4 separate regions of the Mus musculus genome follow, and regions 1, 2 and 3 are each linked to region 4. A link is a contact called in public promoter capture Hi-C data. All regions are on one chromosome and are shown on one strand. Each heading gives the region's core, a stretch centred on a gene start, on an enhancer-like site or on the middle of the called end of the contact. The rest is flanking DNA. Distances are from core to core; before and after follow the strand shown.

Region 1 (2,700 bases), core at 165-2,664, 420 kb before region 4:
GGAAGGTTCTAGAAGCAATGGATGCAGGAAAAGTGCCAGCCCACACCAGCTGTGGTTGGCACACTGTAGGGGTGCTGTGGCATCTGCCACATCTGCCACTCGGCTGTTCCCATCTCAGACAGCTAACTGCCTGACCTCTGCTGCCTCAGCCACTTCTACCCCTGAGCCTGCTCTACCCGGTCACCTGCTTTTGCTAGCTCCCAGGGGGGGTTGCTGGCCTCTGACCACAAGAAAGGGAAACTTCTAAAAAGAAAGAAGTGAGGCCACAGGGGGGTGGGGCCCTCACGGGCCTTTGAATGGGCTGAAAGGCCTAAGAGGCCTGGTTAGTCCACATTGTCTGTCCTGGAGACAGGGGCAGGGGCTACAGGCAGAGCAGGGGCCAGGGCAGGTTCAAACTCTGCCATCGAGTCCAGAAAGGGAGAGCTGAATCCCAGCTCTTCCATGAATACCCACCACGAGCACATTAGTCTCAGTTTGCCCCTCTATTGAGTGGGGACAAGTTTCCCTACATCCTCCAGTCTTGAAGGCACTGTCTAGAAAAAGCCCCACAGGACCCGATCCTGGGAAACACTCCACAAAGGCCGGCAGAGAGTCATAGGCTTTTGGGAGGTCCAACCAAATGCCAGGTCCCAGGGGGCCTCTGACACTGACCCACTGTGCAGTCTCCACCCCAGTCCTTCCTCCGAGTGAAATAAATAGCTGGGACATAAAAAAAGAAAAAAGAAAAAAAAAAAGAAAGAAAGAAAGAAGAAAAAGACAGTAGCAGGGGAAAAGAGAGGGGATTCCTGAAGGGCTGGCTAAGGGGTGATCCTGGCATTTTACATGTACATGAAGGGAAGGGGGGCTTGGGCGAGACCCACAGAAGTCCTGGGAAGCTCTGTTGCATTGCCATGGGTCCACCTTCTGGGGCCTCCGGGATCTCAGTAGGGGAGGCCGTCTGTTCTTTCACACAGAAGTAGGTGAGCCGGCTATCCTGAGCACAGCGTGCCAAACCCCTGCTCCCACTGCTTATGGTATAGAGATGAGCGATGGAGCCCCTGCAACAGTCTCGGACTGCCTCCGATGTCCCGGGATTGCAAGGAGCTGGGGTCGGGTCTCTGTCCCAGTCCTAGGGTTGCATGGAGCTGGGGTCGGGTCTCTGTCCCAGACCCTGAAGTTGCACAGAGCTGCGATCGGGTCTCTGCCCCAGTCGCGGGATTGTACGGAGCTGGGGTCGGGTCCCTGTCCCAGTCTCGGGGTTGCACGGAGCTGGGGTCTGCTTCCCTCACCCCAGTGCTGGGATTGCACAGAGCTAGGGGAGACTTACCTGCGACCCGAGAACCGGGCGCCCGGGACGCTCCACGCGGCGCCGCCTCCCGGGAGCAGGAGCCCGAGGCAGAGCAGCGTCCAGGCCCGCGGGCCGCCCATGCTGTCGTCCCCACCGCAGCCGCGGGCGCGCAGAGCCGGTTCCGGGCGGAGCAGGGCGGGGGCGCTCGGCTTCGCCCGCCCCTCGCCCCCCGCCCCCCGCCAACCCGGAAGCCGTCCGCGCCCCCGCCAGGACGCCCTCCAGGTGCCCACCTGAGCCGCAGACTGGGAAACTGAGGCCCTGGCCGCACCCGCCCCCTCGTCCCCGCAACGCTGCCAGGACCTGAACCCACCACTCCAGAGCGATCGCCTCTGGACGCACATCTTTGACATCTTTGCGGAACTGGGTTCCCGAAACACACAGGATCTTCCCATCGACCTAACACAGGCTTCCTGCGCGAGCTGTGCCATTGTCCCAGGCATCTCACCCCATACATCCTGCCCTGACTAAAGCTTTCATCACTCCGTGTTGGGCTGGCTAGGTCGCCCATGTTACGGAGGAGAAACCCGAGGCTCAGGTGCTCCCGCGTCCCCTAAGTGCAGTGACCCTTATACCTGTTTTACAGGGAGACACTAAGGCCCAGAGCACTCTGGCAGAGTAACCCCAGACCCACAATCCCCTCATCTCAGTGTTGGGGTCTAAGCACAAGTGTAGACAGCATTTTGGCATAGGCCTCAATTTCCCATTCCCTAAGGTAAGGACTGGCTGAGAGCAGAGGGCCTGGGTGGGACTCAGGCACATTCCACGCGGCATAGCAGGTGCGAGGAGTTTGCCTGTGCTGACATGATAGACTATTTGTGTGCATGGATAATGTTGTATGCATGCACGGCGCTGTAAACATGTATGTGCTGAATCTGTGTGTACACGATGTGTTTGTGAGCATGGGCAGTATTTGCTTATGTACGCCATATTTGAATGAACAATGTATGTGTTTGTGTGGTGGGCATGTGTATGCATGTATGTCTGTGTACACGTGAGATGCCTGTATGCATGCATATCATGTTTGTGTACACGTGTGCATGTGTGTGTATATGAACATGTGTGTATATGAACATATATGTACATATATGTACACACATATATGTACATATATGTACACACATATATGTACATATATGTACACACATATATGTACATATGTGTGTATATGAAGTATGATTTTCTTTCTTTCTTTCTCTTTCTTTCTTTCTTTCTTTCTTTCTTTCTTTCTTTCTTTCTTTTAGATGAGCTCTCTATATGTCCTGGCTTGGTCTGGAACAAATACACACACACACACACACACACACACACACACACACACACACATATATAATATGGCTAGCTTTCATTTCACAGAGGTCTGTCTGCCTCTGCCT
Region 2 (2,709 bases), core at 150-2,649, 390 kb before region 4:
CACACACAGCATGTATTGAATGCACTGAGGGGAAAGCAGTCACTGACAGGAACCAGGTCAGTTCTTTTCTCAGAAGCACACTGCCCTTATGGACGTGTTGTTGGCTTGTCATCTTGTCATCCGATACAAGGCCAGCCCCCTCCCTTCCCCTGCCCCAGAACAAGATCACCTAAAGTCCCATGAAGTCTGGTTTGTGACTCAGCTCTTATTTGCAGAATAGGGACTGATGGCTGGGCATGGAGGCACAAATCTGTAATCCCAGAACTCAGGAGATGGAAATAGGAGAGAATCAGGTTCAAGGCCAACCTCGACTACATCGCAAGTTCAAAGCCAGTCTCATCTGGATGAGATCCCTTTTTTAAAAAAATAAAAAAATCAATCAAACCACAAGAATAGGGACTATGGGCCATGTATCCATTACGACAACAGGTCCCCTCCTGTCTTCGATCCTTAGTTACTGCTAAAATCTATCTGTATTAAGAATACAGAGGCCAGGGCTGGAGAGATGGCTCAGCAGTTAGAAAGGAGCAAGGGCTGTTCTTCCTAGATGACCCAGGTTCAATTCCCAGCACCCGGAGGGGAAACCAGTACATTACATGAACTGTCTATAAAATTCCAGTTCTTCACACAGACATGCACGCAGGCAAGACACCAGTGCACATGAAACTTTTAAAAGACTGGGTGTGTTGGTGCACACCTTTGATCCCAGCACTTAGGAGGGAGACAGAAACAGGCAAATCTTTGAGTTCAAGGCCAGCCTGGTCTAGAGAGTGAGTTCCAGGACAACCAGACCACACAGAGAAACCCTGTCTCAAACAAACAAACAAACAAACAAACAAACAAACAAAATCAGAAAAAGAAAAAGCACAGGTATTGCCTGCAGCGGCCAAGTTAAATATGAGGTATTCCATTGACTAACAGGGCGTAATCTGGGATTGAACTCACGTCTTTTCTCAGCCTCCCAAATGTAGGGATTTCTGGTGCACCACATGAGGCTGTGCTCAACCAATTTACCACATGGGCAGTGGCGTGGGGGTGGGAGGCGCTCAGGGGCTGGAAGAGAAGGTCACTTGACTGGAGTCTGGGAACCAGCGGTAGCAGCAGACCCTCGAGTCTAGGTCCGCAGTCATGTGTCTCTGGTAGGAAATCCCTGGTTTCCCTGGCAGAAGAAGGTGATTTGGCTAATGTTACACGCACAAGGTGTGACATCAAGCCCATGTCCTGCACTCTTCAGCTCTGCTTTGTCCCCAGTCATAGACTCAGACTAGGAGAGTTTCTGGGAGGGAGAGTCCCAGCCTTAGCAAATAACCAAAAATGGAGAGGGCCCTGTGGTTAATCCCGCCGTGCCTCACCCACTAACAGACTAACAGACTGGAGGGGTCTCTGCGTGGGAAGGAAATGATTTTAACCCAGGGCTTGGCTGGGAGGCTCTGGGGGCGGAGTCCAACTCACGGGTATTAGAAGAGGGAAACAAAGAATTGCTGAGGATGGCAAACTGGTTATAATTAAAAGAACCTGGGTTCTGGAAAACAGTGTGGGGCGGCCAGCTGTCCTGGGTCTGGGTTCCTGCTTGGAGCTGGGGGTGGGGCGGGAACAGACAACCCCAAGAGCCAGCTGCCCTAGCTGCTGGGCAGACCCCTGAGGAGAGACCGAGGCAGAGCAGACTGTGGGAGGAGAGCCTCTCTCCTTAGGGCTCTCTCGGGCCAGGATGCACAGGAAGGCACGAGTGCGTGTGTGCGTGCGTGTGTGTGTGTGTGTGTGTGCGTGCGTGCGTGCGTGTGTGTGTGTGTGTGTGCGCGCGCGTGTGTGTGTGTGTGTGTGTGTGTGTGTGTGTGTGTGCGCGTGTGTGTGTGTGTGTGTGTGTGTGTGTTGGGGGTGGGGGGGTCCCCTCAGCTCCCCGCTCTATTGCTCCTTCCCATTTCCCACAACCCAGACTCAGCCATGCTGTCTCTCAGGAAACCAAGCAGGCTGGAGGATGGGTCAGGCCTGATTCTAGTGCTTCATGGATGAGATATTTAAACTCTCAGAGCCATGTTTCTCCCATCTGAGTGGGGACAGAAACAAGACCTAATCCGTGCAGTTGCCGCAGGGATTAAGTAGTGAACAGCAGGGTTGCGAGCAAGCAAAGGCCTGTGGGTGTGGGCAGGCGCCTGCTATTGCATGGCTCCTGGGTGGAGGACTCTCACATGTGCTTCACTATTGGGGGGCAAAAGTCAACACAGTAGCTTATGATATCATCTAAGTTTTGGAAAATTGAAGTTTCTTTTTGAAAATGTTCTGTGCGCACGCGTGCGCACACACGCACACACACACACACACACATACACACACACACACACACACACACACACGCGCGCGAGCGCGCACACACTCGTATGCACATGCATGTGGAGGCCAGAGGACAAGTTTTGGGAGTTCATGGGTTCTGCATATTGACATTAGGTGCCAGGCTTGCGTGGCAAGCACTTTTACCCGCTTGTCATCTTGCTGGTGGAAATTTTGGTGGCCATCTTATTATTACATTTAAAATGTTATTACACTTACGGGGGCGGGGTGCACGGGCACACCATGGAACTTATGTCTGTGTGGGTAGAGGACAGCCTGTGGGGACTGCTGCTCCCTTTTTCCCATGTGGCTCCCAGGACTGTCAGGTGTGGGACAAGCGCTTTTACTCGCTGAGGTGCTTGTCTTTCATTACAACATCCAGGA
Region 3 (2,700 bases), core at 47-2,546, 350 kb after region 4:
AAGTGGGTGTCAGGGTGGGCTGAGGGGTGCAGCTCCTCACTTTCCTAGAAAGTGAGGAAGTTGCATAGAGGGGAGAAAGGAGTCACCCCGACAACCACGAGAAGGCTAGAGACGCCTGGCTACAGAATGCGGACTTCTTGAGACAGGGTGGAACTGGGTGGCATTAGGCTGTCTCCAGAATCTGTGTACTGTGACAGTGCACACAGGACAGAGATGTGGTAAGGTCTAGAGAACATACAGACATCTGGTGACAGCTTGGTCTAGGGGGTTTAGGAAGAGACACACTAGGAGGATCACATGGACGAGCCTGAGCAGCTGCAGCAGGGATCCACTGGGATTAGGCATCCTGGGAAACCAATCTAAGCAACCCATCTGCCTGCACATAGCTGCCTCAAGTATGTATGGCTGGCTGTGTGCAGACACAGTTCAGGGAAACAGTGGGGAAACAAGCCCTTAGCATGGAGATGTTCTTATACAAGTCTGGATTAGGTCACAGGGAACTAATAGCAAAAGTGGGAGGGATAGAGCTGGCAGGGTCAGATCCCTGAGCACACTCTGATTGCCCACCTTATAATGCAGGAAAAAAAGAAGACACCATCAAGTGCTGTGTTTACCATCTTAGCAGTGGGAGAGGTAGCCCCAGGGAACTGTAGACCCCAGAGGATCTGGACAAGGGCCATAGCAGCCTACAGACAAAAGCCACAGTTCTGAAGGTCCAGAGACAGTGTCAGCACCTGCATGTCCAGTCTTAGCCTGGATCCTCTTTTCCAAGGTCCTATGGTGGCTTTATACAAAGGAGTGAGTGGCCCTAGGTCAGCCATCCACATACTTCTGGAGAAGAAAGCCCCACACTCTACTGAGTACAGCCATGAGGTGCCCCTTAGAGATGAGCAGCACTCAGAAAACATCCCGAGGCTAGGCACTGTCATTCCAGAAACAAGCCCTGGTGGACTCCTCAAGAGCTGGACAATCGTAGCACCAATGAGAAGGGATACAGGGAAGAAGGGACAAATCCAGGTCTCCTACAGGATCGCACTCATCCTTGAACCAATCCCTCTCTCCAACCTGAGCATGCTGCCCTCCAGGTCTCCCCCAATTCAAGGCCTTTGGCCTGTGAGGGGCCCTTACCAGAGTCAACGACTGGGCTCCCCTCCTTGTAGTATCCACAGCCATCTGAGGATAAGCAGGGGTCGTTGGGGAAGTAGAGATGTTCCTGACTCCCGAGGCCACCTGCTGTGGGTGAGGACTGTCTGGCTGAGTGTTGCAAAAGACAGGCAGCCAAGGACTTCTGCACTAATGGGTCAGTCTGAGAGGTGGCTCCTAAAATACCCTGCCTACTGCCACGGGGTCAGGGACAGGGCCAGGGCCAGGACAAAGAACCACGTGGGATCAGGTTTGACAAAGGCCACAGGGACAGGGCTATGAGACAGGCTACCATGTTCTCTGAACACTGGTTGGAGCTGCTGTGGAGAGGTTGATGAAGTGGCTGGAGCTAGCCCACTCACATGCCCCCTTCCAGACTTGTTACAGAAGATGATGATCGGATGCTTTGAAACAGGTAGGCACGAGGAGCTGTGTGAGCCAGTGAGGCTTCAGACTTGTGGGTAGTGGAGATCCTCATGGGGTTTCACCTATGGAGGGTTGGCTATGCACAGCCACACAGTCTGGGGCTCCACCATAGAACTTGGCTGGGAAGGAGAAGCTGGAGGAAGGAAGGAAGGAAGCCAAGCGTTTGTGGAAGGGAGAGTTTGGTCACGGCATGGACTGGGGCAGATGGGAAGGACATCTGTGCACATACAAGCTGGAGAAGATTCAGGTCCTCTGGCTTCCCTGACACCCCCTCCCCTGCAAGTAAAACAATTTTTTTTTTTAACTATTGTGGAATCTTCTTAAATTTCCTTTAACCCAAACAGCAAGAAATAGAATAGAAGAGGCCGTTAAATTTTGTGACAGCAATGCTCAGGACATTCTGGGCTCTTCTACGGGGTTCAGACACCTCCTAGACCTTTCTTTGGGTTTGGCCAGGAGTGACCCCAACATACTCTGCACTTGCTGGCATTTCCAAGCCCTGCTAAAATTAGCTGCCACTGGCAAGTATGACAGGGTACATAGGGTGCCTGTCAGAATGCCAGGTTTTCCCAAGATTGGCCAGTATGGTCACCCCTTGACACGATTGATCACTTTCCCAAAATAGAGCAAAGCTGGCCTCACCAGACCTCATATGACAAGCCTCTGACTACCCAACCCCTGGCTCTGAGCCCCTTTTGCTTTGGGGGTTGAGCTCATGCCTGAATTTGGGGTGGCTGGTCTTGGAGCTGCCTGGGAGCCTTGCTCCCATCTCCTGGGCAAGTCACAGGAGAGGAAGAGGAAGAGGAGGATAGAGGAGGAGGAGGAGGAGGAGGAGGCAAATCTTCAAGCTCTAATCTCTGGGAGGTGGGAGGAAGGGTGTGAACCAATGCAAAGCCAGAGACAAACGGAGCGGATTTCTGTCTCAGCCAGACTGCGCATGAGCAGCAAGCATCCTCCCAGAACATGTCCCAGGGCGTGGTCTCTTTCCAGTCACTGCACCTTTGAGGGAAGAATGGGATCTAGTTGGCTAAGCACCCAGGACAACTCTGGCAACTCACCGCCCCCCCCTGTGAATCCACCTCGTCCAGGAGTACCATTCTGCAGTAAGGACACGTAGCTCGATGTTCTTCC
Region 4 (2,700 bases), core at 13-2,512:
CTTGCTCCTCACATGGTGGGGCTAGTGGTCAGGTCTGGATCTCTTCCTCTGAGGCTCCTTCACAGTGTTAATGCAGGCTACTTCACCACTGCTCATCTCTTGGGTCTTTCTTTGTGAAGCAGGGCAGATGCAGAGCGGGGTGGGTGTTACATTCTCTACTTCGACCCTCCTGGGCACCGTTGATTTTTGGGTAACAGCATGGATGATCTGCATGGTCTGGAGCTAGGGGTAGCAGTGAATTTGGATCCTGCTTCTGTCGTCGATGGCACCTAGGAAGTGTGAGACAGGGCCCAGGCAGACGATGGGATCTGGAGGGGAGATTGCAAGTGGAAGGCAAATACACAGTAAAGAATACAGAATGTGGAGAAGATATTAGCCAAAAACTAGGGCAGAGAATTAGAGATTCAGTCAAATCCTGGCTGGAAACTGCTACTCACCAGTAGTATACATGAGGAGTTGGTGTGTGGTGGCCAGAAAGATGGGAGAAATGTAGAACCAGGAGGAGGGGGAGAGGGAGAGGGAGGACCAGGACAATGGGGCAAGGCTATGACACAGGATCCAGCTGCCTAAAGTGTCATTCTAACATAAATGGAAAGAGATTTCTGAGACAACAGTCAATCAAAAGGTAAAGTTTGAAATATTACACAGTGATCCAAATAAACCCTGAAGATTTAAAGAGGAAAAAACATCGAGCAGAGACCATGCTGAGGAGCAAATAAGTGGGCGAGAGGCAGCAGACGCATGATCTCATTTTATCTGGACAGTGTGCAGCTCCCTCCACACCAGCACGCACACCACCACAAATACTGTCACCGTCTACGAAACCACTAATGCAGCATTCTATTATTGCAATTGCTAGTCTCTGGGAGCGGGGGTAGGGGTGTGTGTAAACATATGGAGATTCTGAGATTTCTTCGTTTGCTTGCTTGCTTGTTAGGAAAGGGTCCTACTACGGTCACCCAGTCTGGCTGGGCATGCAAGATGATGCTGGCCTCAAGTTCGAATTCTGAGGAAGGTTTTCTTGGAGACTAGACTTTAGAGGCCTGTAGATCTATCTAAAGGGAGTTATGTTTCAAGACTGAGTAGGCCTTAAGCATCGGGACCATCTGCCTAGTGGTGCACACGTTTGATGCTTGAAGGCACAGTTGCTCTTGAGCCTCACATGCGTGCTGAGCACTGTTGGCTACGTGCTTTGATTGGTTGCCTGGGGAGTGGGGGGTGGGTCTCTGGAGCACGTGCACACGGTGTTGCTGGGCAACGACAGTCCTGCCAACTGCCTAAGAGGTGGAGGGATGCTAAACCTTGGGGCTCTTTTGTGGGCGCATCCTGGCGAGATTCTGAGACTTGGTTGGCTCTCTTTTGGGACTGGCTGGCGGTGGCTAAGACTGGGACTTGAAAGAACTGGTTTGCTGTGAGCACCGAGGTTGTTACTGGGAGGGAGGAAGGCGTTATAAACACTGAGTTTTGGAGGGGTAGAGATAGGGTGAAGGGCCACAGTCTGAGCCATGAAGAAGATCTTCAAGGGTCACTCGCCTTGGGGCTTTCTGAGCTTTAGGCATGCTGAGAACCAAGAACCTCCCAGGTACCTCACTGGGTACATGCCTGTGAAAAGGATCCACAAAGCTGCAAGCGTGGGGGACATACCCCAAGTGCAGAAGATGCTCGAATTTGGGGATATTGACGTGAACGTTACAGACCGGAAGAAAAGGTTAGAGGGTGCGGGGTGGGAGCTGGGAGGTGGCCCAGAACAGGGGTAAATGAGTGGCAGCAGGGCCTAAGGAGAGGAAACTGATCTTGGCCTCGGGAGTGGAGAAGGGAGGCTAAGGCCTGCTTTAACAGGAGGTGCTAGCCTTTCTTCCTACCACAGGTGCCTCAGCATCTGAAACCCTGGATGGGTCCAGAGCCCAGACACTCTTCATGAGAAGCAAATAAAAAACTAAACTCATTTAGTTTAGTCGGTTTCCAAACCCCATATAATTCTGTTTTTAGAAGACTCTTGACAATTTAAATGTGATTTCTCCTGCACATGGAAAAAGTTAATAATGCGATGGGTCCTAAGGAAGTTCATTCAATAAAATTCCATATTCTTTTTATTTCACGGTAACGGAGGACTATAAGTTATTTATTGAGGGACCTTACACGGAGGCTGGAGTGTCAGCAGGGCTTCACGTCCAGTTATTCAGGGTAGCCATCTTTATTAACCAATGCTGATTCATCCATTAGTTCGCCTGGCCCTGAAGTGGGCTAGTTTGATTAGCATCCATCTTCATTACATAGTACGTGAAGCTCCAAAGTTCCCACAGGTGCTCCATTAGCTTCGGTTGCTTCCTTGATGCAGAAGCAGATGGTCCACTGGTGGCCTTCACATCTTAAGAGACCATCAAAGCCTTGGAGCTTGCCAATGTGGTCCCTAGTTCAGGACGACCGCAGTCAACAACACGTTCCCAATCTTCCTTTGCAAATTTTCCCGTGTCTCTTGCAATGCCCTCTCCTTCGGGGTCCTCCATGTTTAACTGCTCTTTCTTAGCACTGCTAAATAGAAAAAAGAATGTCAAAACCGGCTATTCTGCTTCCGAAAAGTGTGAGCTGCCTCCTCACATTGCACAGTAGCCCTCAGGCGCACTCTCTCTCCCAGGACTGCTCTTCACTACGCCTGTGCTCACGGCCAGTCAGAAATGGTGAGCCTCTTGCTGTGGTATG

What was found. Promoter capture Hi-C pulls out the DNA fragments that hold promoters and counts their contacts.
Region 1: a promoter capture Hi-C map of embryonic stem cells shows a contact between it and region 4. The contact joins the promoter of Emid1 here to the promoter of Ankrd36 in region 4. A contact is called at or near these places in 13 of 39 promoter capture datasets (the 3T3-L1 cell line, the HPC-7 cell line, the SN4741 cell line and 6 more), 3 of 115 datasets of contacts at active chromatin or transcription factors (T-cell acute lymphoblastic leukemia, embryonic stem cells and regulatory T cells) and 1 of 9 other capture datasets (embryonic stem cells).
Region 2: a contact with region 4 is called in a promoter capture Hi-C map of the HPC-7 cell line, with 2.8 times the contacts expected there. The contact joins the enhancer-like site here to the promoter of Ankrd36 in region 4. A contact is called at or near these places in 8 of 39 promoter capture datasets (the HPC-7 cell line, cranial neural crest, embryonic stem cells and 4 more), 1 of 115 datasets of contacts at active chromatin or transcription factors (thymic regulatory T cells) and 4 of 9 other capture datasets (adipose tissue, embryonic stem cells, liver and 1 more).
Region 3: a promoter capture Hi-C map of embryonic stem cells shows a contact between it and region 4. The contact joins the promoter of Gck here to the promoter of Ankrd36 in region 4. A contact is called at or near these places in 11 of 39 promoter capture datasets (the C10 cell line, the HPC-7 cell line, cranial neural crest and 6 more), 2 of 484 Hi-C or Micro-C datasets (embryonic fibroblasts and nephron progenitors) and 4 of 9 other capture datasets (adipose tissue, embryonic stem cells, liver and 1 more).

What each region holds. Positions count from the first base shown.
Region 1 is chr11:5,150,816-5,153,515 of GRCm38.p6, forward strand. Emid1 (EMI domain containing 1) reads right to left here and starts at 1,415. Exons shown (of 15, transcript NM_080595.3): 1 at 1,307-1,415. The coding sequence starts at 1,407.
Region 2 is chr11:5,182,937-5,185,645 of GRCm38.p6, forward strand. No RefSeq gene overlaps it. Among named protein-coding and RNA genes, the nearest start is that of Emid1, 32 kb to the left of the region's middle. Within about 2 kb of position 1,400, at least 24 of the 459 cell types and tissues checked have an H3K27ac peak or open chromatin away from gene starts, as enhancers often do. A contact at or near this core is called in the HPC-7 cell line, where this site is marked.
Region 3 is chr11:5,913,839-5,916,538 of GRCm38.p6, forward strand. It overlaps Gck (glucokinase), which reads right to left and starts at 1,297. Exons shown (of 10, transcript NM_001287386.1): 1 at 1,129-1,297. The coding sequence starts at 1,173. Gm11967 (predicted gene 11967) reads left to right here and starts at 1,429. Exons shown (of 2, transcript NR_166847.1): 1 at 1,429-1,558; 2 at 2,496-2,700.
Region 4 is chr11:5,568,422-5,571,121 of GRCm38.p6, forward strand. Ankrd36 (ankyrin repeat domain 36) reads left to right here and starts at 1,263. Exons shown (of 27, transcript NM_023816.3): 1 at 1,263-1,708; 2 at 2,636-2,700. The coding sequence starts at 1,506. Gm39573 (a long non-coding RNA gene) reads right to left here and starts at 697. Exons shown (of 3, transcript XR_872233.1): 1 at 438-697; 2 at 1-308.